4 separate regions of the Mus musculus genome follow, and regions 1, 2 and 4 are each linked to region 3. The links are chromatin contacts, called in public Hi-C and promoter capture Hi-C maps. All regions are on one chromosome and are shown on one strand. The core of a region is the stretch at or near the end of the contact, and the rest is flanking DNA. Distances in the headings are between cores, read along the strand shown. Region 1 holds the start of Hyls1 (HYLS1, centriolar and ciliogenesis associated). Region 2 holds the start of Alkbh8 (alkB homolog 8, tRNA methyltransferase). Region 3 holds the start of Zfp317 (zinc finger protein 317). Region 4 holds the start of Aasdhppt (aminoadipate-semialdehyde dehydrogenase-phosphopantetheinyl transferase).

Evidence for each region. Promoter capture Hi-C pulls out the DNA fragments that hold promoters and counts their contacts. A called contact is a pair of places that touch in the nucleus more often than the background predicts.
Region 1: a promoter capture Hi-C map of pre-B cells shows a contact between it and region 3. The contact joins the promoter of Hyls1 here to the promoter of Zfp317 in region 3. A contact is called at or near these places in 3 of 39 promoter capture datasets (cranial neural crest, pre-B cells and second pharyngeal arch cranial neural crest).
Region 2: a Hi-C map of rod photoreceptor shows a contact between it and region 3, with 9 times the contacts expected there. The contact joins the promoter of Alkbh8 here to the promoter of Zfp317 in region 3. A contact is called at or near these places in 3 of 39 promoter capture datasets (cranial neural crest, maxillary cranial neural crest and pre-B cells) and 1 of 484 Hi-C or Micro-C datasets (rod photoreceptor).
Region 4: a contact with region 3 is called in a promoter capture Hi-C map of second pharyngeal arch cranial neural crest. The contact joins the promoter of Aasdhppt here to the promoter of Zfp317 in region 3. A contact is called at or near these places in 4 of 39 promoter capture datasets (cranial neural crest, frontonasal cranial neural crest, pre-B cells and 1 more).

What each region holds. Positions count from the first base shown.
Region 1 is chr9:35,568,752-35,571,843 of GRCm38.p6, forward strand. Hyls1 (HYLS1, centriolar and ciliogenesis associated) reads right to left here and starts at 1,318. Exons shown (of 4, transcript NM_029762.1): 1 at 1,126-1,318.
Region 2 is chr9:3,333,744-3,336,529 of GRCm38.p6, forward strand. Alkbh8 (alkB homolog 8, tRNA methyltransferase) reads left to right here and starts at 1,488. Exons shown (of 12, transcript NM_026303.1): 1 at 1,488-1,507.
Region 3 is chr9:19,620,763-19,623,462 of GRCm38.p6, forward strand. It overlaps Zfp317 (zinc finger protein 317), which reads left to right and starts at 1,329. Exons shown (of 9, transcript NM_172918.4): 1 at 1,329-1,523.
Region 4 is chr9:4,307,750-4,310,768 of GRCm38.p6, forward strand. It overlaps Aasdhppt (aminoadipate-semialdehyde dehydrogenase-phosphopantetheinyl transferase), which reads right to left and starts at 1,745. Exons shown (of 6, transcript NM_026276.3): 1 at 1,505-1,745; 2 at 945-1,170. The coding sequence starts at 1,687. Kbtbd3 (kelch repeat and BTB (POZ) domain containing 3) reads left to right here and starts at 1,994. Exons shown (of 3, transcript NM_001164574.1): 1 at 1,994-2,185.

The DNA.
Region 1 (3,092 bases), core at 68-2,567, about 16 Mb after region 3:
GCTCCTAAAGGTATTTTTACAAAATTACTTCAGAGAGAGAATATTTATACAAACTCCAAAGTAGGACTGAATGTTAGAAAAATGTAAAGTAGGGAATAAAGCTTACTTCACTTAAAAAGTGGAATTACTTCAAAAGGTTTTGAAGTTTAATTGAGACATGTATATATCTCTTCTGGAGTTGGCCTGGGGTGATTTTAGACTAAAGCCAAGATGATTTTTAATGGCATCCTTACAGTGATAAAGTCCTGTTCCTTTGTGTTCAAATTATGTCCCCTTCATTTTTACACCTCAAATATGTAGATGCTTACAAGTGAAATGCAACTTCTCATGTTTATAGGTTATACTCAGTTCCTTTGCTTACAACGATCTCACAAGCTAAGCCATCTTATATATCGAGGATAAATATGGGTAATAGTGACTAAAATTACCTTTCCCTTAAAAACAAAAAACCCTCAAACAGTTTAATGCTCCAGGATTACCTAGTTACAGTAAAAAGATTCAGGGCTGGGGGGTGGGGTGGGATTTTTAACCCTTTAAATTCCTGTATTTGGCTATAACTGAAATTATGGTGCAATTTAACTTCTAAATTGAATGACAAACTGCTCTCTAGAAAAACTGATTATTACCTCAACACACGCGTTAGAGTGCCTCTATTTTCACTTTCATCAGCACTGCACACTGAAAAAACCTAGCCAACTTGAAAGAAAGGGCACAGTGATATTTTTGTTTGTATTGTATAGTTTTTATACGGGTTTTCTCACTCTTTCTGGGGTAAGATCACCCAGAGGGGTTCCTTCAGTTTTACTTGCTATCCTAAATCCTAAGCAAGCCGGCTGTACACTTGAATCCACGGAAGGTGTAACCCAAACCTGAGGCTACTTCCCTGCTCTTCCAACAATAACACCACCAGTCGCACCATCTGGCCACGGGCGTGCCGTGAGCTCGACTTCCCCAGGGACCCGTCCCCGTTTCCATGCTGGCAGGGAGGGCTCTGTCCACTCGCTTGCCCACCGGGCAAAAGTGGCGCAGGCAAGGTGTACATTACATTGTGACCTGCAGGGGCTTGGGCGGCCTGTGCTCGGGCTGCGAGTTAAAGACGTCCCGAGCAACGCTGCCGAGATTTACCTTGAACGCCAGAACCTGGCAGGGAAGAAAACGCGAATCCACGCGCAGCGGCCGAGGGAAAGAGCGTGGGCTCCGCTGCACCCTGTCCCAGGAAAGGTCCACCGCTCCGGCTCCGTGATCCTCACCAGCCTCGGCCGCCGCTGCCCAGGGTCTAGCAGTCGCGGCTCACCCCGGAACGCTGTTTCCCACTCGCGCAGGCGCACGACACCTCCACGTTCAGCGTAGTCGTTAACGGTCCGCTGTTCAAGTTTAAATCCCGAAGAGAGCCCACGCCTTTGGCTCCGCCCACCATCTCTCTCGTTGGTCCAGAGGCCAGACGTTCTCCACGTCTACATAACGATTGGTGCACATTTTCTCTAAGCCCTCCCCAACCTCGGGCCCGGAAGCGGGGTTTGGGGCGTGGAGCTGAAGTGGGAACCCGCCGGACCGTGGCGCGGAATCTGTTTCTTGGTCGTGTGGGTGTTAGTCTGGCGGTTAGGCAACGGGCTGGCCCTGCTCCGTGCCGCAGCCGCTCTTGGCTGTGGCCGGCGGCGTCGGAGGGTAGCGGAGGGGAGGGTTCTGGGGCGTGGCTGGCCCGGCTCGTGAGTCGGTCTCCACTGCAACCCGCGATAGGACCGCCCGACCAATTCCAGCTGCAGCGGTCCCCGCGGCACGGTATGCACTCTTCCAGAACGCACTATTATTGCCCTCCTTTTCTAGCGTACTGTTAACAAAATAGTATAATAAAAATATTACATGTATGTCTGACGTTTACAATGATTTGTGTACTTACAAAGAAAAAAAAAGGGACCCTAGTGCTTTGGGGACTACTGAGGGTAAGATCGGAAAAGAGGCCCCCATCCCCCGTACTTTAACTTTCTACATCAAATACAAATAGGTGTTTATTTCTTAATATATAGAAAGCTGGGTTGTTAAGATAGCTCTGGGGTTAAGAGCACGGGTTGCTCTTCCATAGGTCCTGAGTTCAATTCCTAGTAATCACATAGTTGCACATGGTTGGCTCATAAAGGGATCTTATGCTCTCTTCTGGGAGCGGGTGTTCATCAGACAGAGCACTCATACGTACCCCCACCCCTCAAATGCTAGAATGCTTAAATCTTCCAAACAATTCTTTTTTTGTTGAGGTTTTTTTTTTTTTTTTTTGCTTTTTGAGACAGGGTTTCTCTGTATATCCCTGGCTGTCCTGGAATTTACTTTGTAGACCAGGCTGGCCTCAAACTCAGAAATCCACCTGCCTCTGCCTCTTATCACTTGCCTACTTAGCTTTTTAATCAGGGCCCTTGCTCTACCTCTGAGGCAGTTAAGAATTTATGAAAACTGAATGACTACCCCTTGATGGACAATGTGACACTACTTTATTACACACATTCTTAGGACAAATATCCTGCTTTCATGTAATGCTTGTATGGAATTTCCTTTAGCATGGAACCTCCAGCTAATGTGTCTTAAGCAAGGTTAGATGATTCATTTTCTTACCTACTTTTGGACATTCAGCTTCATTTCTATACCTCAAAGTTAGGAGCTTGCCATGTAGCCCAGGCTGGCCTTGATGTAGGCAGATGGCAGACTCAGATTTGAGAAACAGAACAAAGGTAGGCAGTAGAGATGAGCTTAAGAGGTAGGTCATGTAGGCCAATGGGAGCAAATCTGACTTTAGCCAAAGAACTATGGAACTGGGTATCTGAAGCAGAATTGGGGCATGCTATGAAATACTCAGGTTTATTCTTGAAATTATTTTCTTTCCTTGAGAATAATGGATTAGAGGAATGCACAATTTTATGTAAAATCTGAATGAGACATAATTGCATATTCGAGGCATAGGTTGTGGTACGTAGGCTAGGATGGTAATGGCCAGGATATTAAGAAGGGGAAAGACAGATATATTTTGTGTCTATGACCAGAACACATATTTTATAAGGCTGAGGTGTGAGAGATCAAGTGTGGTTTCTTAGTTCATAGATTTCTGG
Region 2 (2,786 bases), core at 238-2,737, about 16 Mb before region 3:
CTTTTAATGCAAGAGCTTTCTGTCTGAGTAGTGTAAACAGGATTAAATAAAGTCAAGAGTTAGAGAAAGCAACCACTTGACAAGAAATGACTATAGAATTATTGAGAAAAGAACCAAAGAGAGTAAGAGTATGTCAGAAGGATGGATAGAGAGACACACAGGAAGTAAGAAGGAAGAAAATTCAGTTTAAAAAAGATTTTTTTTAAGGTGGGCATTTTTTAAGGGGTATTCCTTCTGGGACATTGGCTGAGGAGGAAGGTCAACTGGGTACTTTCTCTGCCTCGCAGAGCTAGCAGGCTTTCTTCCCAGCATCTGGTTCCCAAGTCTTCATAGGAAAAATCAAACAACATGACTGCCCCAAGGTATGTTTTGAAGAGGAGGTTTATTGTAGATATGAGGGAGAGAATAGCCAGAAACATCTGGAAGTGTTTATACTGAACATGGCCAACAGACAGAGCTTGGCTTTGGGGGGTTGGGAGGGGGTAAGAGAGAAGAGAGGGATGCAAGTGTACCAAGAAAGAGCCAGGAGTAGAACCAGATAGGAGCCAATAGGCCAAGAGACCCAGTGTCCAAAATAGCTATGTTATATGGAGATCAATAAGTCGGGAAGGGAAGAAGCAGAAAGTTAGTCCCTGAGATGGAAAGGTTTAGGGGAAGGGGAGAGGTGAGCAGTGCTGGGAGGAGCAACAGGTACTGAGTAATGTTGCAGAGAGCTGCAAGTATTTGCATTGATGTTTTAGTAGGCACTTCAGTCAGTGATTTGTCCCTCTTTCTTTGAGGCCTAACAATGTGGAGTTGAGTAAATACTACAAATTAAAAACAATACTGTTACTGTTTTTTTGTCATGAGTCAATCTCATAATAGGGATATAATTATTGTCTTTAATTTTTCTGCCATTTAAACTTTACTTTGAAATATCTTTCCTGAAGTAGATCCAGTTTCTTCTGTTTTAGAGTTTCTACTCTTTCTGGTTTTTTAGATTATATTATAATTTACTCATTGCATTTCCTACCTCCAAACCCTCTCCTATACCCATCGTCCTTGCTCTTTCAAATTCATCACCTCTTTTATTATTAATTGTACATACATACATTAATACAAATTGTACAATGTTTCTTGTATTTAAGTGTTTTCAGGCTGATCATTCATTGTTGGATAAACAATTGGCGTGCTCTTCCCTGGAGAAAAGTATTTCTCTTGCTCTCAGAATTCCTTATTTGCATATTGTTCTTTGTGTAGGGTTTAGACGTTCTCGACTCTTTGCCTGACCACACAAACACAACCGTTTTCATTGTCTTTGTTCAGTTCAGTATAGGCAGTCACACTAGAGAGACTTTATGGGTGTGGCTTCTGATGTTCCCAGGAGACACAATTCACAGTAAACTTCCGTTTCTCCACCTCCATTTTCTCTGCAGTGTTCTAAGCCTGAGGTATAGGAGTTGTGCTGTAGATGTCAGTTGAGACTGAACTCTACAGCTCTGCATTTCGATTGGTGTGGTTTACACAGGTAAGTTCCCTTAAGACTACAGTTATTTGTGAGTATAAGATCAAATGTTTAGCATTTAGTAACGTGATAGTTGTAGGTCCTATTCCAACGATTACTATTCACCCAAATAAAGCAGCCAAATTTTCTGTTTCAAGCAGCAGTTTACAGACATTTGGCGGAGAAAGGGTCAACAAAGAATTTGAGTCCCGAAGGGGGTTGTGGTAGCCCCAGGGACTCATGGGAAATGTAGTACTATTGTCTGCAACATGGCGGCGTCCGGTTGAAAGGGTGTCAGAGCATAGGTGGTCAGGCTGCACCGGGGAAGGCTGGCGATTGACAAAGCAGCTGGGAGGTGAACATTTCTGGTGAGGAGAGAGAAAAGTGTACGCCACCTGATTGGGGCCTGGGGATATGGAGGATCGCAAATCCTGGCTTACTCCTTTCAGCTCCCTGTCTGCTCTGTCCTGACCAGCATGGGCCGACTCAGACCGCGAAGAGTGCAGTTTATGGGTTGGGGAGGTAAGGCCGTTGGGAACCCTGGTAGGATCTAATGTCCTTATGTTTGGCATATGATGGATGCCTAGCGGTGTCTGTATTAGCTGCCATAGGGGTTGAAGACCAACCCTTGCTTTTAGTCGTTTTTCAGCAAGCATCAATTCTGTGAAGCACGGATATGCAAGGCACTCTTGGCCCACATCTGCCTTATATTTTTTTCTTGATCAGTCCTTCTGCTTCTGGGGTCAAGTAGTGTCAGACTGTGGTTTTGATGATTTCGTTTAACGTTTGTCTCTAGCTGTTTAGCAGGTACCCAAGATTGTAGACGAGAGTTTCTGACTCCAACACATGCAGATAATTGGGATACTCACTCGGTGGGTGTTACGGAAATCGCTGAAGATGGCTGCCAAAATTAGAATTACGGAGTTTAATAGCTAAAATGGCAAATTCTGCTTAGGTTTATTTAAATATGTATATTTAATGAGTCGCTACTACATATCACATCCTGTTTAAGTGCTGTGTACTACCCGGTGAATAATACAGACAAAATCACTACTTCATGTACTTAACTTTCTATTCACTTACAGAAGATAACAAACAATGAGTGTAAGAAAAAATAGAGTGTGTAATTCAGAAACGGTAATTTTTTTCTAAGTCTTAATGTTTAACTCTGCTTTCTTTTTAAATAGATAATGTAATTTGGATAGCTTATTAATTCAAAAGACATGTATCACCTGCATGTGTATCTATATACCACCTACATGCCAGAAGAAGGAGTGAGATCTGGAACTGGAGTTGTGAATGG
Region 3 (2,700 bases), core at 79-2,578:
AAAGGAAAAGAAAAGAAAAGAAAGGAAAAAGAGAATACAAATGTATACTAACTTTGAAGATTCTTTAATCTTTAATAGTATCATGATTTTCATGGTCCATGCTGAGAGGATAGGTTGATAATGCAGAAATACTATGGTTATGAGAACTTTATAACTTCATGTGAAGTTCAAATACTATCATAAATCAAATTAACTTAGGCAATTTCCAGTATCCTCAGTTCATTTCATTGCCCATCCCTATATCTGGCTGAACAACCTTTATGAAATTCTTTAACATATATTATTAAGACATGAATAATCTTAATCAATCCTAAAAACTTACAATGCTATAGATAGCAACACAGATACACAGCAGAGTTTTTTGTCCTACTTTTCTGCAAGATATTAATCTATCACCCATCATATTTATTAAATGCCTTGATCTTTCACTCTTTTCATTCTATGACTAATAAAATCCCATGTGTGCAGTTCCTTGGCAAAAATTTGTCTTTTGTCACACCCTCAGTTGGTGTTTCTGGGTCATGGTCTTTGGTATTTGTTTGTGAACAAATTTATCTGCGGCAAGAGTAGTTTTGTGTTGACACCGATTTTGAAACGAACAAGTTGATAAAGCTGCTATATTTGAGGTTAGGTTGGGTGTGTTTTCAGTATTTAAATATGTGTCTAAATATCTTAAGTAAGGCAGTGTAGTTTTGGGGGTATAGGTATGGGTTATGGGTTATAGTGATTGCATACAATATTTAAAGTAGGAAGAGTGACTGCTAACAGGTTCAGGTTGATGATCTTAGAAAGAAGAACAAGCTGAAGGCAGGCCCATAAGATGATGTGGTGCAATTAGAACTTGGAAAAAGCATATATATACATATATACATATATACATATATACATATATACACATATACACATATACACATACACACATACACACATACACACATACACACATACACACATACACACATACACACATACACACATACACACATACACACATACACACATACACACATACACACATACACACATACACACATACACACATACACACATACACACATATATATATTCTACTTGAGCATCCTTGTCAGGGCCGTCCAACTAGAAACTACATTTCCCATAAACCCTTGTCAGGGCCGTCCAACGTAGAAACTACATTTCCCATAAACCATTTCAATCTCATTTAGAAGCAATTAATCGGTTTCGCGAGAGTTCCTAGTTCACCAAGAATGCACGGCTCATTAAGGTTATCAAACTCCATTTCCCAAGATGCACGCCGTGAAGGTTTCACGTTATAAAAGGCTTATGAAGTTTCGCGAGATTTCGAAGACGGACGTGAAGTAGAAGCCATTGCTTCGGGGAGCTAGTGGAAGTCACATGTGCGAAAGGATAGTTGGGGTTTCCCCTGTGTTTGGACCCTCCTGTTCCCCGAAGCGTTCTGAAGCATTCCGGGGCCTTGCGTGAACTTCTAGTTCTTCCGCCTTAGCCGCGGAGACTTCCGCTTCCTGGATTCCACCCTCAGTCTGGTAAGCCCGTGGTTCGTCACTTAACCCGTTAGCTCCAGGAAGCGGAGGGCTGTGGCCGGGATGAGGACAGCAGAAACCTTAGGAGGCGTGCCTTGAGGTCCCCATCCTGGCGACCCAGGAGAGGTTTTAAAATATGTAGACCAGGATGTTCAGGGGTGTCGGAATGACAGTGATTGCTCTTAGCATGGGTTTCCTTCCTAAAACTATCATTGATATGTGCACACCTTTTTCTTTTTGTTATTGTGAAACTTGCCTAATACCTTTTCTATTATGTTAAATCATCAGTTGCTTTATGCGTTTGTTGGCTGACAATCCTCATGTGAATAAATTACTTGTAAACATAGTTGTAATTTAATTTGAAAGTTAATCTAATTAAATACTTTGAACTTTTTCCATAATATTTTTCCAAGCTTTTATATAAAAGCCACAACTTCAATAAACATATAATTAAAGATAATTAAAGATAGCAATAGCTATGTTTTTTGCAGAGGCCAAATTTTTGTTTGTAGTCTACAAGGTGACAATGGTATCCGTAAGTAATAAACATGACTTTAGAAGTTAGTGATGATGGTTACACAATAATGAACATGATAGGTGCCAGGGAAATTGAACACTTAAATTTTAAATAAAATGGCAATTTTTATATTATGAAAAAATATTAAAACGATGACCATTTAGTGAATTTATAAGCTAGATTATGATGGAGATCATTAAAGACTCGTGTGCTCTTGTTATAGTACATATTTTCTCTCCCCTATAGTGAAATATGTGGATTTTGCTGTTCCCCCAATACTATTATGTATTTTAATGAAATCATTTTTCTACTGATCCAAGTATCCCATTGCACCAAGTATCTTAAACTCAAAAGGTAGTCACTTTTCAATAGTGTCACACCTTATATTTTAAAATGAGATGTAAAACCCAGATGCTGCATTTCTCTCTCCAAGGTGTGTTGGGTCTGTATTTTAGTCTTTAGAATATTGACATTTTTATGCCATTAAATTTTATAGTTAATCTGTTTATATAGCTGAGCAATTTGATTTTAAGTGTATTTTCTTTTTTTTTCCTCTCAACCTTTTTTCTACTTGTTTTTTTTTTTTTTTTAATTTTTTATTAGGTATTTTCTTCATTACATTTCAAATGCTGTCCCAAAAGTCCCCTATCCCCCACCTTAGAA
Region 4 (3,019 bases), core at 495-2,994, about 15 Mb before region 3:
AATCACAATTTGAAAATGAGTGGAATGGTAATGACACAACACTAGTGCCAACTGAATGGATCTCTTCCTCTGTGTTATTGGAACATAATAAGCTTTGAGCCAGTTAAACTATAAAAGGAAACGGTTATAATCAAAATTGATGGGTGTCAAAGGATTAATAAAGTATTAACAAGAGACAGAATCTTCAATATCTGCTTAATACTTTCCTACTATTTAAAACGTCAATTAATAATGACTTCCTTATTCAGTACTGACCACAGTCAACCCCTCACAAAATGGGTTGTAAAATCTGTTTATTTCCAGATAGGCACTAACTGTGCTATCTATCTTTTTTCTAAGTGTCTAATGGCCTCTCCACTAACTTCTAGTTACAGAAAAAGCTCCTATGAAGCTTCCCCAGAGCTACAAACCCATGTGGACTATTCACAAAAATAAGCCTGACTCCTCTACAGTAGCAGTTACTTTAGAACAAGCCTTCAACAATACCATTAAGTCCTTTCATTGGAGCTGTGCTTCAAAAAGGCTTCTTAAAAATTCATGCTGAAGCTTAATTGCCAATACAAGAGCACTGCAAGGCCATAGCGGGTACCACCTTCATTAATAAACTTATTATCCCAGTCCTCAAGGGTTTCCTTGAACTCAGAACAATGAGCTTAAAGAAGCTCATCTTTGTAATTCAGCCTCGCTTATTTTGTAACAAGAAAAAAACAAAAATACTTAGAAAAATGATGATACCTAAAGAAAATGTAGCTAACAATTTAAAGGGGTTAAAAGGTACAGTAATATAGAATCTACTGTCTCTATAGATAAAAGTTAAAGGAAATGCATCCTTTTTGGTTAAATGTTTTATCAGTAAATTAAGTACTGCCAGTAAACTTACAACTGCCTAATAGTTAAGATCTGAGACATAAAACACTTAATATGTCATAAAAGTGAACCATCACCTGGAAAACTAGTCTTCATGATATCAATGCCAACCTGTACCTCAGGTTCTGCAGCAAGAACTGCATAGTCCCCTTGGTGAGAGATGTTAAAGTTGAAATTGGGATATGGATTCAACGAGTCTTTCGCAAGAACCGGCTTTCCCTTTGAAGTTCTCTGCAGACGGATATGATCCCAAGGGATATTCAATTTCTCTGCAACTAATTTCCTTATCATCAAACGACCAGCCTGTTCAGACATAAAACACACGGTGTGTATTGCTATCTACTAATCGCATAAGTACACTGCTTAGAAAGTATATTTATGGCTTCTAAGTTTCAAAGTATAAACACATTCATTAGTAAACAGACGATTACTCCATAGGCCCCGCCTCCAATTTTAGGGTAAGGGTCTCCACAGGCAACCTCACAAGGGAAGACTAGATGTGAGTGACCCAGGCCTCCGGGATACGAAGGCTGAAGACGGTCGCACGCACTCCGGAGGCTCCGAGACCGCAACGCCACGAGCGCACGTGGGAGTCCGCAGCCCGGCCCGCCTCCCAAAAGTCGCAGGCCTCAAGTACCAAGGCTGCCTTGGCGTCGCGGGCAAACACGAACTTGCCGATGCGCTCCTTCTCCTCCGGCTGGATAGACCGCATCGCCAGAAGCCATTCGGCTCGACTTGGCAGCCAGGTACCGCAGGAGAATGCCCAACGAACGCCCTCCATGGATGGCACCACGCACAGCCTCTTAGCGGGGAACACCATACGACCGGCTCGGTCCGCTGATCCTCAAGCCAGGTAGAGCAGACGCTGACGTAGCCACGCCCCGTCGCTCCGGAGTCTGCGCAAAGGGGCAGCACCTCGCAACAGACGTTACCAGGCTCCACCCCTTTTCAGGCGTCTGTGCGAAGTAGCTGGACGCCCGGCTTAGAAGTTTCACAGACCCCCCCACCCCCACCTTTAGTTCAGGGTTGAGCGTGGGGGCGTGGCCTGACGCAGCTTCGCCCCCAACCTGTACGTCTCCTACGGAAGCCGGCAGGGCGGTTTGGGGCGGAGATTCAGAGTCAACCCAGAGCTCTGCGGCACGGCGTGACGTCTTGTGAGCTTAGCTCGCTCTCCTCGGAAAGGGCGGGACCAGAGTTTCTCAGAACCGTTTTAGCTGCTCACTCTGGAGAAAGAGCTAACGAGACAGTCGCACAAGCCAATCGCAGCCGGAGTTTACAGGCTGGGCCTGGGTGGAGACTTCACCGACTGCAGTTGCAGGTGGGTGAGCTGTGCGGTTTGAGGGAGGAGTGGGCTTGGACCGGCTTGGACCGGCTTGAATCTGGCTGTTGGAGGCAAGGCTCCTACTACTCTCGGTTGTGGTGCATCTCGTGAGCGCTCCGGAAAGGAAAGGTCCGCAGCGAGGAGCCTTCTGCACAGGGAGTTCTATATGGCAGCCGGCAGGGAGGTGACCCTTCCCTTCGTTTGCCAATGGGCCCTCCGCAGACCTCCCTGTCTACCCCGGGCCAACCGAGAACAGAATCGGTGGTGCAAGCCCTCTAAGCTTTGCTGTGCCCCTCAAGGGTTCTGCGCACCTTGATGCCTCATGCTGTTCTTCCTGCCGTCACACCAGTGCATTTCTGTTTCCTTGGTTGCTTGTGTAGATGGATGTCGGTGCTCTTCTGTGAACATCCATTTGAACAAAGTCGAGGACGAGTTAGGGTCCATGGAAAAGTTGGTCTCTGCAGATGAATGTGGATTTCGTGGATGATGGTAGATAGGTGTCATGCTGATTCAACCTTTCTAAGGTGGCCAGAAAGTATCTGGGAAAGCTAGCAATAATCTAATCTACACAACCACTGTCCATTAGTTCTGTATTCCTAGAGATGGGTATAGTCTGATCTGTACTTATTCCCATTAACATTTTTTGTGATATTACACACCCCTCGAGTCTTCTGCAGCTACATGGCAGTTTGAGTCACTCACACACAGACATTGCTATCTTGATATAACCCCTTATCTGTTAAAAGAGTGAGTGAGGTGCTATTTAAGATGTGAATATTGCAAAGACCTCATAATGTGACAAGGTATCTGAAGCACACAGAAAAAGCTACA